Linked DNA regions of Mus musculus: region 2 is linked to region 1. The links are chromatin contacts, called in public promoter capture Hi-C maps. All regions are on one chromosome and are shown on one strand. The core of a region is the stretch at or near the end of the contact, and the rest is flanking DNA. Distances in the headings are between cores, read along the strand shown. Region 1 holds the start of Dmrta2 (doublesex and mab-3 related transcription factor like family A2). Region 2 holds the start of Foxe3 (forkhead box E3).

Region 1 (6,970 bases), core at 2,282-4,781:
GGAAAACGCTTGTCAGGAATGCCTGCCTTCGGAGACACTGTCTCCCAAGGCGCCTACTTCTTCCTCCAGCCCCTTCCCAGGTGTAGAGTTTGAGCCAAACCAACGGAATCCAGAGCTTTGGAAAGGGGTCTATACGGGAGGGGCAACTCCGTCCCGGAGCCACCGGTTTGGGGATAATTACTTTTAATGTCAGAAAGATTTAGTTTAATATCATCTCTATTAGGCTGCCGGGAGGGTAATTAAACGGGACGCGTCGCAGCCGGCAAACAGATGGCGTCTGCTTGCTCCGAGGCCGCGGGCAAACAGCGCAAAAGTCAATGCTTCCCAGGTCCCCCCATTGATACCCGCAGCCCTTCTCCTAGTCGGTAGTACAGAATCTTCACTCTTGGGCCCCCAACCCCGCATCATCCCGGGCCCCCACCTGGGCCTTCCCTCTGGGCCTCTGCTGTGGAGTGGCCGTGAGTGATAGATGGCGTGGATCGAGCGTGAGGGTGTGGAGGACTTCTTGGCTGGGTGCACACACCCCATCCCCACCCACCGGGCAGACTCATCAGCAGATGATTCTGAGCTGAGGACACTTCTGAAAGTGTGAGCTGGGTCCTCACTGTCAGTCACTTCCTTTGGAGTGGCTTCGGTCTTGAGCTTTTTCTGCCCGGGTCCCGGCAGGCGGAGAAGGTCTGGGGCGCTATGCACTAGCATAATATTGCCTGAGGATATGCCCAGTGCTGAGTGTGCATACTCGCGACCTGGTTTGGCTGGGTCCACAGGCGAACATGCTTAAGAGAGCACACTGTGGAGTTAAACTTTTTGAAAGGGTCCCTTAGGTGGGAGAACGTCAGAGGTGAGCGCACCCCCCCCCCCCGTGTGTACATGAAAGGTGTGTCCGACCCTGCACTGAGGTCCTAAGGGTGGAGTTCTGTTGGGATGTGCGTGGTGGTGGTGGTGGTGATGATGATGGGTCTTCCTTGTCCTCCTGTTGGATATGTGCTCCCTAAGGCTAGCGGCTTAGCTGGGTCACTTCCAGTCCTCTCCATTTTGGGCAGGGCTCCTATCAGCAGAAGCTAACATCAGGAAGGGCCTGGGAAGCCGACAAGGGCATGGTTCTCTCAGTCCAGAACAAGCCTTTTTTTTCCTGATTCCTTCCTTAATTCTTCACGTGAATGCCCCCATCGGCGACTTGGGAAAAGAGAGCTTGGAAACTCAGACCCGGGGAGATATCAACTAGAGGAAAGAGCATCCGGATCGGGGTACACCCTGTGGTTTGGCCTGAGCTGTTTTGCAGGATGCGATACCTCCTGCCTTTTAAGAAAAGGAAGTTCAGCCCGGCATGGTGGCTCAGGACTTTAATCCCAGCACTGGAAAGGCAGAGGCAGGCGGATCTCTGTGTGTTCAGAGTCCAGCCTGGTCTACAAAGCGAGTCTAGGCAGGGCTTGTTACACTATGAAACAACCCTGTCTGTGGGAAAGGAAGAAACAAAACAAGACAAGACAAAACAGGTTCGATCCAGCTCAAAGCAAGAGCTGGGGTTCCGGTAACCGTTGTCGTCTCCATCTAAGTGTCAGGACATCTAAGTGCGCAAGCCTCAGGTGCGAGAAAAGTTAGGCCACCCTTCCCAGAAAACTAAGCGGATCTGGTTAGGTTATTTTGTTTGGGGGTCCACATTTTTTTTCTGAAATATTCCCCCCAAAAGCTCTAAAAGCAGGCGAGTAGAAGCCTCGCGTGGAATCTGGCAGCACGCGAAGCCTCCCTGCCCCTCCCTCCCACAGGCCAGCACTCAGGCATAGTCAGAGTTATTCTACCCTCTGGCCCCTGGAGATCTCGAGACCCTTAACTCCCTATCAAATCCTTTCTCCCGGCTCTGGAGAACTTTCCCTGTGGCGGGCACCAGGCTACTATTCTATATTATTCGTGTCCAGGCTCCTTTGAAACAGGCCTGGCGAACTTTCTGGAAGCTGTCTGCTAGATTCTGAGGCTCAACGCCCCTTCTTATCTCCCCCAGTCGGATCCTCAGTTGGCTCCTTGGGCGGAGCGCATCCTGACCCTTGCAGGACCATGGTTCTGTTTTGGGGTCCTGCTGATCTCCTCTTCTTTCCAGTCCCAGTCGCGGGTCCTCCTGAGGCAGGCTCTGGGTGCCTAGCAGATGACCGTCTGCAGTGGCAGAGACCCGACTTCCGACGCCCAAGGGTTTCTAAAAATCAATGCCAAAACGCACGGCAGGGATCGGAAAGGGAGTAAGGAGATAGTTTCGCATTTCATTTAAACGAATTTTCTTTACTCTGAAGGAGAAAAGTAGAAAGCAAAAATGAGAGTAACAGAATGTTAGCCTCAAAGGCAAAGGAAAAGTCCGAGCTGGAGGGTGACACAGTCCAAGGATTTAAACATCAGTAACAGATGGGAATAACTAGGAAGAGATACAAAATTCGAACTTGTTACCTCCTCCGCAGACCCAAGGGGGTTCTCGGGCCGTGACGTCAGCACGGGTCGAGGAAGGCCAAGTCAAAGCAGGTCCAGTGCCCTCGCCCCCTGCGGAAGTCTTGTGGGCTGATGGGTCTGACCGTCTGGCCGGTTCCTCCAGCCTCCAGAGGATCTGGGGAGTCGCAAAGGCGGCTTTTTACTTTGGCTTTAAAAAAAAAAAGTTACAAGTAAACTTTGTTAATTTCAAACAGCCACAAAAAGAATTCCACAAAAAAGGGCAGCAAGATGCAAAGAAATTCGGAAAGGCAAGGAGGGCACAGGGGGCCGAGGGAAAGGGCAGGGGCGCAGGGAGAGGAGAAGCTGCAGCGCTTGGACCCACGTTCCTCCCGGGGCTCCTAGCTTGAAAACACAAATCCTTACAAATCGCACTTACCACTCCGTGACGCCCACGGTGTCAGGACTTTGCAAACGAAGAAACTAAGCATTAAAGGTGATAGAGGGCGGGGGAAGGGAGCAAACCGGCTCTCAACTACCTCGGAGCCCGTCGGACGTGGAAGCACACGGTCACGGTCAGAAGGAAGCCAGCAAAAACCATCTTGGCAAGTCTGCGGTGAACGCCCTCCCTCCCCCACCCCGGCACCCGGGTTCCACTCCCACTTCGACAGCGGTAATTGAATTGTCACCTGCTCCTGTCCCGCCCCAGGCCTCCGGGGCCACTTGGGAAGCTAGGCCTTGCCAAGCGCCCCGGGCCAAGGGAGAGTGGCTCAGTGGAGCCGGAGCCCCAGGAGTAGAGGGGTTACACACGTCTACGCGGAGAGGCGCACCGGACACGGTAATTAGGAGCAATTCACACGCTCTCGGGCGCACGGAAACTTCTTGTCACGACATTTGCAACGCTCCTCCTCGCGCACTCCTTCCCTGGCGCCCCCTCCCATCCCGCAGGCACTCAGCAGAGCGTGCGGAGTTTCGAATCTTTCGGACACTGTAGAATGAGGGGCTCCCCGGGCGCGGGCCCGGCCAATCAGAGCGCCGACTGTCTCCCCTGGCCAATGGCAGGCGCCACATTGTTGTCCAATTCTGTCTAATGGAGCCCTGAGGAGCAACAATAGAGCGGGCGAGCGGCTCATTGAGAGCTGGCAGCGCCGGACTACCCGGCCCGGGGCGAGCGCAGCGTCCGGAGCGCACCGAGGGGACGCCGGTTGCAACCAGCCCGCCCTCGGCCAGGCCCCCGGCCCCGAGGCCCCTCCGGGGTGTTGGACTGCTGTGTTCCTAGAGGGGTCCGGAAGTTCGGACATGGTGGCTGAAGGAGGGTGACGTGGTCAGAGAAGGGGCCGGGGGCAGAGGGACGAGGCCAAGAGAGCCGAGGCGCGAGCCGAGCTGGGCGACGCGTGCTGCGCCAACAGAGGAGGAGCCCGGAGCTCGAGGCAGGTAGGGGAGGGCCGGCAGCCGAGCAGGGGAGGCGACCGGGTCGGTGGCCCCCGAGGGCGAGGCCCAGGCCCTGCCGGGCCTTGGGCATTGAGTGCTTGAGGGTCTGGGGGAAGAGGCCTCGGAGCACACGGTGCTCTGGGATTCCCAGACCCGGACCCCAGGAGCGGCTCCCGGCTCTGGCGGGGACCCGGGCTGCGTGGCGGGGAGTGGAGGCCGCGGCGGAAGCCAGGAGCAGGGCCTGCTGGGCCTTCTGCGGCTGCGGCGCAGGTGAGACTCTCGGGTCCCTTCAGGGTCAGTTTTGGAGGCGACTTCCTGGCCTCCTTTGAGGCCTGCTGGATTGTGCAAGTCCCAGAACCCTGGTCTGAGACCAACACTCTGGAACCTGCGCACAAGCGGGGTCCCAAGAGGTCCCAGGATGAGGAGGGCGTGTCTGAGGACTCAGTTCCTAAACTGGGAGGGGTGGGGGTTGGGTAAGAGGCATTGAGCAAAAGGACTCTGGCTCCTGCAAAGTCTAACTTTTCTGAAGATGTGCTTTCCTCTGACTACTCCAGACTAAAAGTCTAACCCCCAAGCCACAGGTTTCACCCTATCCCCGCCCTACCTTTTGCTGGAGATTTTTTTCCTAAGCAGCGCTGTCCCTCTCGGTGGACCTCAGTCCGGGTCGCCTTGTCAGCTGTTTCTGGACGTTTTTCTTGTTATTCAACTAATCTTTGAGCTAGGGTGGCCAGTCCAAAGAAAGTTTCTTCCGATGGCTTTTCTCTCTTCTCAGCTCTCCTACACTCAGTTCTGTGGAATAGAACTAACCCTTTAGAGGCTCAGACCACAGTATTTGCAGAATTCTTTTGGCTGTGATCCCAGGGCCATAAGCCGAACTTTGCCTCCAAGTTTTGTCTTCTAGTTCTTACCCTACTTCTAACAGGAAAAAATTCTTCAGTTCCTTTTTGCTCGAATTCCTCTGCTTCCACATTGAAAGCTACAATTAAGACCCCAGCCCAACCTGTTCACCTCCTCACCCCGCCTGCACATTTCTCTCCTCTTCACCTGTCCACCAAACGGGATCATTTTGCTCCTTTTTTTTTTTTTTTCTTGCTTTGCCTTTGACATCCGCTTGTTGGTCCCAAGTTTTCTCTGTAATCTGAGTCCCTTTCAGGCAAATATTTCTCTTTTCTCGACTCACCCCAATTAACCTAAGCTTTGGGCATAATATTTTCTTTCCAAATCCTCTTTACATTCAACTGCACCAATGACTTCCAAACGTTGTCTTGTTTTTTTCCCCTTGGCGGAACTACTGATTCAAACGAAATCTTACACGTGTAGTCAGATATAAGAGGTCAGTGGTGGGGGTGGGGGCGTACTTGTTTACAGGGAGCTTCCAGTTCGTTTCCCCAGCAGTTTGACAGCCACAAGTTTAGTTAAACTTGTACAACCAAAGTTTCCCAAAATGGGTTTCTGCAGGCCGTGCTTAAGCCTAGTGACTGTATTACCCTGACTCAGGTATCCCCACTTTCCCCACGCTAGGTCCAGCCATGGAGCTGCGCTCGGAGCTGCCCAGCGTGCCCGGTGCGGCGACAGCAGCAGCGACAGCGACGGGACCACCCGTGGCATCGGTGGCGTCGGTGGCTGCGGCGGCAGCTGCCGCAGCATCGCTACCAGTGAGCGTGGCCGGAGGCTTGCTGCGGGCGCCGCCGCTGCTGTTGAGGGCAGCGGAGAAGTACCCGCGGACCCCCAAGTGCGCGCGCTGCCGCAACCACGGAGTGGTGTCCGCGCTCAAGGGCCACAAGCGCTACTGCCGCTGGAAGGACTGCCTGTGCGCCAAGTGTACGCTCATCGCCGAGCGCCAGCGCGTCATGGCGGCTCAGGTGGCCTTGCGCAGGCAGCAGGCGCAGGAGGAGAACGAGGCGCGCGAGTTGCAATTGCTGTACGGCACTGCCGAGGGCCTGGCGCTGGCCGCCGCCAACGGCATCATCCCCCCGCGGCCTGCCTACGAAGTCTTTGGCTCGGTTTGCGCCACCGACGGCGGGGGTCCTGGAGCTGGAGCGCCCGCGGGGAGTGCAGGGGGCGCAGGGGGCGCAGGTGAGAGCACGGTCACACTGGGGGTGGGGTGGGGTCTGGAAGGAGGAGCCCAGGGGACACAGGGCTGGTGCGCGAGGCCTAGTGGCTTGTTCCTTCCCTGACAAAGTGCAGCTCCCTTCCCTAGATGCTCCAACTACTTAACTGTGGCTCTCCACCCACTCATAAACTCTCTGCCCTGCCTGCAGTTTTTATACTTTCTTCCTCGCCCTCACCCCAGGCCCCAAGGCAACACTTTAGCCTTACTCTTGTTAGGGGGCAGGTCCTTAGTTACTGCCCAACTCATTTAGCTGGGCCTTCTCCCCTGGCAGCCCGGAAGCCGCCCATCTGTTCTGCTCTGAGCTTCTTACAGGCCACCACTCTCTTTTCTTCCCAACTCTTCTGAAAAGACCCTGGCAATCCTTCTAATCCGCACTACTTCCCTAAGTACTGGAGACGCCCTCTTTCGTTTCTCAGCAAGATTCCTTTCCTCCAGTTCCTAAGGCATTTCTGACAAAACATTCTCTGCGTTCCCCTCGCTCTGGCTCCGTTTCTCTCTCAGGCACGCCGGGTTTCTCATAGTTGGCACTTTTTTTGCTCTTTCTCGGGTCCCTTTCCCTTGCTCTGTCTACTCTACTTTTTTGACTCGAAGGTGAGGGAGGCAGTTGGGCAATGGGACGGTCCCGGCTCTCAGACTCTTTGGAAGAAGGACATTTCTTAGGAGTTTTGAAAAATGTGGTCAAGAAATAGGATGTAATTTATTTTGTCTGTAGAGAGGCTAAGGACCTAGTCCCCTAAGGATCCCTCTCTCCAGGTTGAAGTGCCTAAGGCTCTGGCAACCTGAGTGAGTAGTGTCTTCCACATACTCTGAGGTATAGGTAGAAGTTCTGTTTGCTCGGATTGGAATCTTGACAAAGCCACTTCTCTAGGGCGGGGTGAGATGGGAAGGGAGTGGAGGTGTTAGGGCACAAGTGTAGGAAGAGCTTACTGAACATCAAGTTTTCAGGGTGTCAGGTCGGGGTGGGGGTGTCTGGGCACAGAAGAAGCGTGAGCCTAGGAGGAGGGGGAGAGCTGTAGG
Region 2 (6,970 bases), core at 2,633-5,132, 4.9 Mb after region 1:
TAACTTACCTGTATGAGTGTTTTGCCTGTATGCATGTCTGTGCACCATGTACATGCCTGGTACCCAACGAAGCCAGAAGAGGGCATCGGATGCCCTTTGAACTGAACTTAAAGACAGTTGTGAGCCACCACATTGGTGCTTAGAATTGGACCTGAATTTTCTGGAAAAACAGTCAGTGCTCTTAGTCATTAAGCCATCTCTCCGGGCCCATCTACCTTATTCAGAAAAGGTTTCTCAGTAAAAACATAGCTCCAGTTTCGGCTAGACTGACTGAACAGTGAAGTCCCAGGATCTACCTGTCTGCCTCAGTGCTGGGGTGACACATATAAGCCAACCAAATGCTGGTGATCACAGCTCAGGTCAACATGCTTGCACAGCAATCATCTTGACTGATGAGCCATCTCTCCAGCCCATCTCCAGGGCTTTTAAATGGGAGAGCTGGGTTACATTCTAGTTTTCCAGCATCTGCCAAAATGTCAAAATAGTTAGGGCATTACTTGACCTATGACTTTTCAGACTATAAACTCCCTGGAGACATAAACAAGTTTTCTTATTTGTATCTCTGTTGGGCACAGCATATGCTTGATGCTGTTAATAAAGACTCTGTCTCAAGCAAACAGAACAGAAAAAAGGAAAGGAAAAAGAAACTGAAAATAAGTTTGGGTTTCCAGATCTACACCGATCTTGCTAGCATTTCCCAGAATGCCCTCAAACCCTGGAGACGGAGATGGAGATGTCTAGCTGTGGCAACAAGAATGGAATGGAGAGCAGAGGACGTGCTTTGTTCTTCAGGCTGGCAAGTGGGTTCTTCCCTTCCCTGGGAATGTTCTGAATTGAGAAGATATTTGTGTACAGATGCTAGGAGGCAGGAAGCTGGGCAGCCACACCATTTGAAGCAGAAGAAAATTTGCATTTTGGTCTTTGTGGCTCCCTTCCCAGAGAACATAGTCTGGATTTCCTGCTGCCTGCTGGGTCCAGGTGGACCCATTTTCTCAAGTGAGAAGCATAAAAATTGCCTCCATCTCTACCTCATTCTCCTTCTTATGCCCCCACAAGTCGCTTTGAGAATGGCAAAGATGGATGGACAAGAAAATACTGTCCATTTATTCATTATTCACTAAGGCAGACAATGTATTAGGCACTAAGCAATTCTGTTGTTCAGACAGCCAGTCCACAGATGCTAAGGGCTGCTATGCACCAGGCAAAGTGAATCTGACCCTTGTTCTAAGCAGCTAACAGATAGGAGAAGGCACTTGTCAGTAGATTCACCATCCTACCTCCAAAAAAGGCCTTCTGCCTTCTCAGATTCCCCCACACCTTTCTCCTCTGAGCTGTTCCTTGTCCACCTTCAACTTCCATTGCCTCTCTGCTGCCTCAAACACTGCTATCTAGGAGAGGAACACCAGACACATCCATTAGTCACTTGGGCTTTTAACATGACTGTTATCCTCTCCTCTGCTCTTCCCTACACCAAGTTAAGATCAGGGAGACTGGGAGCCCTGGAGCTGGAGCAGGAATCTTGGGGAAACTCTGCTTTATGAATTAGCACCAAAGACACACGAGGTCACAGGCCAAGTCCTGGGGCAGTGATGTTGTTGCCCTGTCCTTGGTACTAGGCATATCATGAATCAATTCAGTCAACGCTACTGCCCCTCTCATAATCTAGCAAGGGACACAAAATGAAGGCCAGACTGGAAAGTGGCCTGTGACTTAACCTCATCCCTTAGAGCAGGGAGCTTTATCTTTTAGGCTGAGCCCCCAGCTTGAGCCAATTGCTTCTCCTCCATCCGTGTGAGGATTCTGTTAAGATGCTGAGTCTGATGATTTAATAGGTCTGTGCTGGGGTCTGAAATCCTGCATTTCTAGCAAGGATCCAAGTGATAAGGTTCTGTGGACCTCATTTTGAGGAATGGACATTTCTCTTTGCTGAGAGGTGATGAGTGGATTAATGCTAATTAATGTACTTCCTTTTACTGTGGTACCAAGTACGAAAATGGTCTCAAGGGCCAGGCAACCTGCTTTCTAAATGCACTCAGCCACCCATACCCCATTTCATCTCTACCATCTATGAGATGCAGGTGGAAGATTTTGACCAGGCCTACTGTGTGGAATCACTCCTTGGTGCTACTTCAGGAGAATCTGCCTAATGACTTAGAAGGAGAGTCATCCCACATGGAATCCCAATGAGGCAAATGTCACCCACCATCTTTCCCAGCAACTCCCAAGTTCCCAGCCAACACAACAAACCCAGAAAAATGTTTCTTTGTTTTTGTTTTAATTAAACCAGCTTTGATTGAAAAATAACCATAAACAGATAAGTTCTGTGCTTTCCATGGGGTGGAGCAGCCACAGACTCCCATTAATTCCCCATTCAGTCAGGAGATCCTGGTGCCGAGTAACCTAGAAAATCTGAAGAACTGTTCAGAGCAGAGCCCTCAGGTGAGTCTTTGTCGGAGACAGGCTCGGTAAGAAAACAAGCACAGACTGTAAACCTAGGGCAGGGAACAAATTTGCCAAACTTATCGGTAAATGGAGGAAGATGGGGTAGAAGTAATGAACCCAGGAGTCTGACCTCTGATGTGTTGGCAAAACATCAGAGATGGAGGAGGTGCCTTGGAACGAAAAGTTTCCACAGACTGGAACTCACAGGGACATTTGGGGCTGGGGCTGGAGTTCCAAAGCACCGGATTTGGCAGTGCAAGGGTGCTTATGTGGGGAGCACAAGTAAAGGGAGGAAAGACCTCAAATTGGAGAGGGCGCTTCAGTCTGGTGGTGAGACAGCCAGGGTCTCCCCAGGGATGGAGGAGGGCAGGGAAGGCTTAGCCCCAAGCAAGGCTCGGGGACCCAGCGAATTGCGCCACGCTGCGGGCGGGCGGGTACGGGTACCACGGACAAGCTCGCACTGCTCCAGCGCAGGCCGGGGCAGAAGGCTCCACCAGGCGCTCCCGCAGCGGAAAGCGACTCACAGGTAGCGCTCCAGCCCCGGCGCGAAGCCCGGCTGTCTCAGGTAGGCTTCCCCGGCTCCGAGCGGCCCGAGCGCGCCGGCCGATCCCGCCAAGGCCAGGAGAGGCTGGGCGGGCAGCGGCGCGGGTAACCCCAGGCGCTCGGACGCTGGCGAGTAGAGCGGCGGCGAGGCTGCGGCGGCACAGGGCGGGAAGGCGGCGTCGGGCGCGGCGCAGCAAGGCGGCTCGGGCGCCACGGGTCCCGGCGGCTCAGGCTGCAAGCCCAACAGGCTGTCCAGGCGGAAGAGGCGCGCGGGCGGAGCGGACGCGGGTGCTGGCGGGGGCGGGAAGGGCGCATAGGGGAAGGGCGGCGGCGGCGGCGGCGGTGCGGGCAGCTCAGCGCGCTTGAAGCGCTTGCGGCGCCGCAGGAAGCTACCGTTGTCGAACATGTCAGCGGCCGCGGGATCGAGCGTCCAGTAGTTGCCCTTGCCCGGATTGCCCGGCTCGCGCGGCACCTTGACGAAACAGTCGTTGAGGGTGAGGTTGTGGCGGATGCTGTTCTGCCACTTGCGCGGGCTGTCGCGGTAGAAGGCGAAGCGCTCGGTGATGAAGCGGTAGATGGCTGCCAGCGTTAGACGGCGGCCGGGAGCGTGCGCCAGGGCCATGGCAATGAGCGCGATGTATGAGTAGGGCGGCTTCCCACGCTGTAGTGGCCGCCGCCGTCGCTTCCCCGGGCCAGGCACGGCCGTGGGCTCGGCGTCCCCACCGCCCACCACTTCCTCCGGTTCGCGCCCCGGTTCGGCTCCCGCCAGCGTCGGCAGCTGCGGCCCGGACGGCGTGAGCGAGGGCAAGGCCGGGAAGCCCGAGAAAGCGACTTGCGCATCCATGTGCGGGGGGTGGGGGTGGGGGTCCTAGGGATGCGGAGTCCCTGCTCGCGCCCCGGAGAGCGGGGGTCGCAGGTTCGCCTTATATGGACACACACACTCCCACCTCCCGAGGAGAGGGCCCTGACCTGCCCTCTAATTTGCTTTCCCAGCCCCCTTCCCGGGCTGGCAGCCCACCTCTGTTTCTCCCCCTCCCTTGGTCTAGTCCCTCTGGGTCAATTTTTTTCAGACCCTCCCTCATCCCTGAGTCAGTCTCTGGGCCCCATCCCCATCCCGTGGTATTTGGTAGTACTGCTCCCATTACCCCCGCCCCTTTGGGTCAACCCCAATTACAAACACACCCATTCAGCACACTCTACTGCCCTCTCCCCATTTTGTGCCTTGTAGAGGTCAGATCCCCCTTAGCCTTCCCCATGCTTCTAGTTCCCGCTCCAGCAGTCTTTGCTAGCCTCAGGCATCCTATGTAGCTGGTCAGGGAGGCATCAGGCTCCTTTGGACAGCAGAGAACCAGAGTGAAGATGATGGAAGACAGCAAGACAGCGCAGAACCAGGCTGCCTTTGTTGCAGGGGAAAATGTTTAGAAGCCCTAACTCCTTTCCCTGCTGCACCCCCTTCATCCTTATCCATCCCTGACTCCAGGGAAACTTGTTTCAAACATACATAACTCCACCTCTCCCCCCCAAAAGGCGCATACCCCCCCCCACATGCTTCCACTGAAGGCAGGGCTGAGCGAACTGCTTTCTGATGTAGCATTATCAGTGGGTAGAGAGAGGGGAGAGTTTTTGTTAAAATGCCCCACCAGCACACAGAGAGAGCCAAAGGCGGAGAAGCCTTGTTCTTAAAGCAGGCAGACTGACAAGATCAAGGGAAGTAGAGGCAGAGCAAGGAGCACAGAGACAAGAGAAGGTCTTACTGTGACAAGTCCCAGAGGCACTTACTGCCAAGGTCTTGTGAGTACAGCCAGCCCTTGAGAAAATTTGGGCACCCATCAGACTCCATCTCTGATGAAGCATATCTTATCCCTTACCTCGAGAGGAGAGGGCTCGGACCTGCCCTCTAATTTGCTAGTCTAGTGCAGATGCCCAAAGCTAGATTCAGGTGGCCTGTAGCCAAGGATGCAAAATCCAAATTCAAGCATGGGGCTCAAAGACTCCCCTCCTGTACACAGCTGATAACAAATCACAGCTACCACTGTTTAGCATTTTGTATTTGGTAAATACTTATAGTATTTCACTGGCATTTAAGCTCCACTGGGCGGTAGTACTATCCCCGTTTCTTGGCTGAGGGAACAGGTGCTCTGAGAGGTAAAGTAGTATACCTCGACTCCCACAAGGTACACTAATAGTGGCAGAGCAGAAATGAAACCCTGTGGTCAGAGCACTACCCATCACTGCTCTTCTAATGCCTTTCCTTACAATGGAAGCTTTAGTCCAGCATAGTGGCATGCATGTGTGGTCCCTGCACTGGAGAGACTGAGGCCACTTATAGGCTAGGCTAGGCTAGGTTAGGCTAGGCTAGGCTATGTAGTGGTACTCCATATCAAAAATAAATAAAAGGGGCTTGATGGCTTGATAAATGGGGAAGATGGCTTGATGAGTCAAGTTCTTTTTTTTTTTAATGAGTTAAGTTCTTGACATGCAAGTGTGAAGTCAGAACTTCAGAACCAACATGAAATTGGACTCAGCAGTGTATCAGTAGTCCCGGTACCCGGGTGACAAGACAGGAGGCAGAGACAAGGGAATCCCCAGAAACTTGTGGGGAGTTGTCCTACTGTAGGCAGCTGTGAACAAGAGACCCTGTCTCAAAGGTGAGGACTGACACTCAAGATTGTCCTCTGACCTCCACACATGGGCACTTCCAAATGCATGCATACCCCTACACACCATTTGTATAACATGCACACAAAGGAGAGATAAGACTTCATAAATGAATTACAGTAGAATTCCTCCAGTTTGCCCCACTTCAGCTGCCAAAGTTACTTCCCGGTCTCTCTCCTGACCTCCCGGTCAACTGATGGAGATGCCCATTGGGCATCACCTCACAACGTCTCAAAGCTCCCTCCCCAGCCTCAGCCTGCTCGGTTACCAACCTTCCCAGTCTCAGTAAGTACCATCCCTTCTTTGAATGAGTCCCTATACCAGGCCACTGCCACATCCTGTCAAGGCCACACAGATCCCAAATCCATTTCTCCTTCAGTTCTGGACTCAGTTCAGCTGCCTCATTCACCAAGAGCTTCCGAGCCAGGCCTTTTGCCAATGCTCAGGACCAGATAGAAATGAAATGGTCCAGAGGAGAAATGGACAGTTACACACAGGGAAGGGGGGTGGAGGAGAATGGGGAAGCAGACAGGAAGATGATGACACTTGCAGGTCAAGAGACAATGTCCCAAACAAAACAAGGACGACTGTGTTAGAACAGACCCTGCTCCTCTACCCGCTCCTCAGTTCATCCTGTGTCAGCACAGCCCACCTGGAGCACAAGACAGTGAAGTCACATCACACTGCTCACCACAGAAGAGGACAAGGCAAGCCACTGTGGCGGCAGAGCATGGCCCCCAGAGCCACATGAGCAAGGTCACCTCTTGCTCAAGCCTGCCAAGTGAAAGCAATGGCATCTCCATAGTAAGGGATGTATAGAAGGCCCGGCCTGCTGTGGATCTTGATAAGAAGCTCCCCCCACCCCCACCCCCACCCCCCCACCCCCACTGTGTTAATCAGGGGGCAAAGAGAGCCATTCTGGCTATCTTTCCAGACAGTGTTATCCTGCAGGTGGACTCAAATGCAGAACTAGTATTGATAGAGCCTTAGCCTTTCTCGCTTTCCTCTAGGGAATGAAACTCCTTTCATAGCTCATAGCTTCTGTGTAATACCTCCAAGGAAGAAATTAGTTGTAATTGCACTCTATGGCTGACTACAGGGGTTTTTTGTTTGGTTGGTTGTTTGGTTGTTTGGTTGGTTTTTGTTTGTACCTTCAACTTCCCAGGCCATGTGCATAGTCTGGGACGTAATATATGTTCAATAAATGATCCTGAATGTGTGTCTGGCTATGCTAATTCTGAGAAGGGTGGGGATGAGGAGCTGAGCCAAAGGGGTGAGAACCCAGTTCTTTGTGCCTGCCTACCTTCCCCCCCGCCCCCGCCCTCCA

The links. Promoter capture Hi-C pulls out the DNA fragments that hold promoters and counts their contacts.
Region 2: a contact with region 1 is called in a promoter capture Hi-C map of embryonic stem cells. The contact joins the promoter of Foxe3 here to the promoter of Dmrta2 in region 1. A contact is called at or near these places in 3 of 39 promoter capture datasets (cranial neural crest, embryonic stem cells and maxillary cranial neural crest) and 11 of 484 Hi-C or Micro-C datasets (cerebral cortex, embryonic stem cells, frontal cortex and 2 more).

Annotation. Positions count from the first base shown.
Region 1 is chr4:109,974,494-109,981,463 of GRCm38.p6, forward strand. Dmrta2 (doublesex and mab-3 related transcription factor like family A2) reads left to right here and starts at 3,532. Exons shown (of 3, transcript NM_172296.2): 1 at 3,532-3,843; 2 at 5,362-5,916. The coding sequence starts at 5,370. Dmrta2os (a long non-coding RNA gene) reads right to left here and starts at 5,119. Exons shown (of 4, transcript XR_868017.3): 1 at 4,445-5,119; 2 at 2,849-4,293; 3 at 2,434-2,620; 4 at 1-2,276.
Region 2 is chr4:114,922,185-114,929,154 of GRCm38.p6, forward strand. It overlaps Foxe3 (forkhead box E3), which reads right to left and starts at 3,883. Exons shown (of 1, transcript NM_015758.3): 1 at 2,259-3,883. The coding sequence starts at 3,829. The coding sequence ends at 2,963.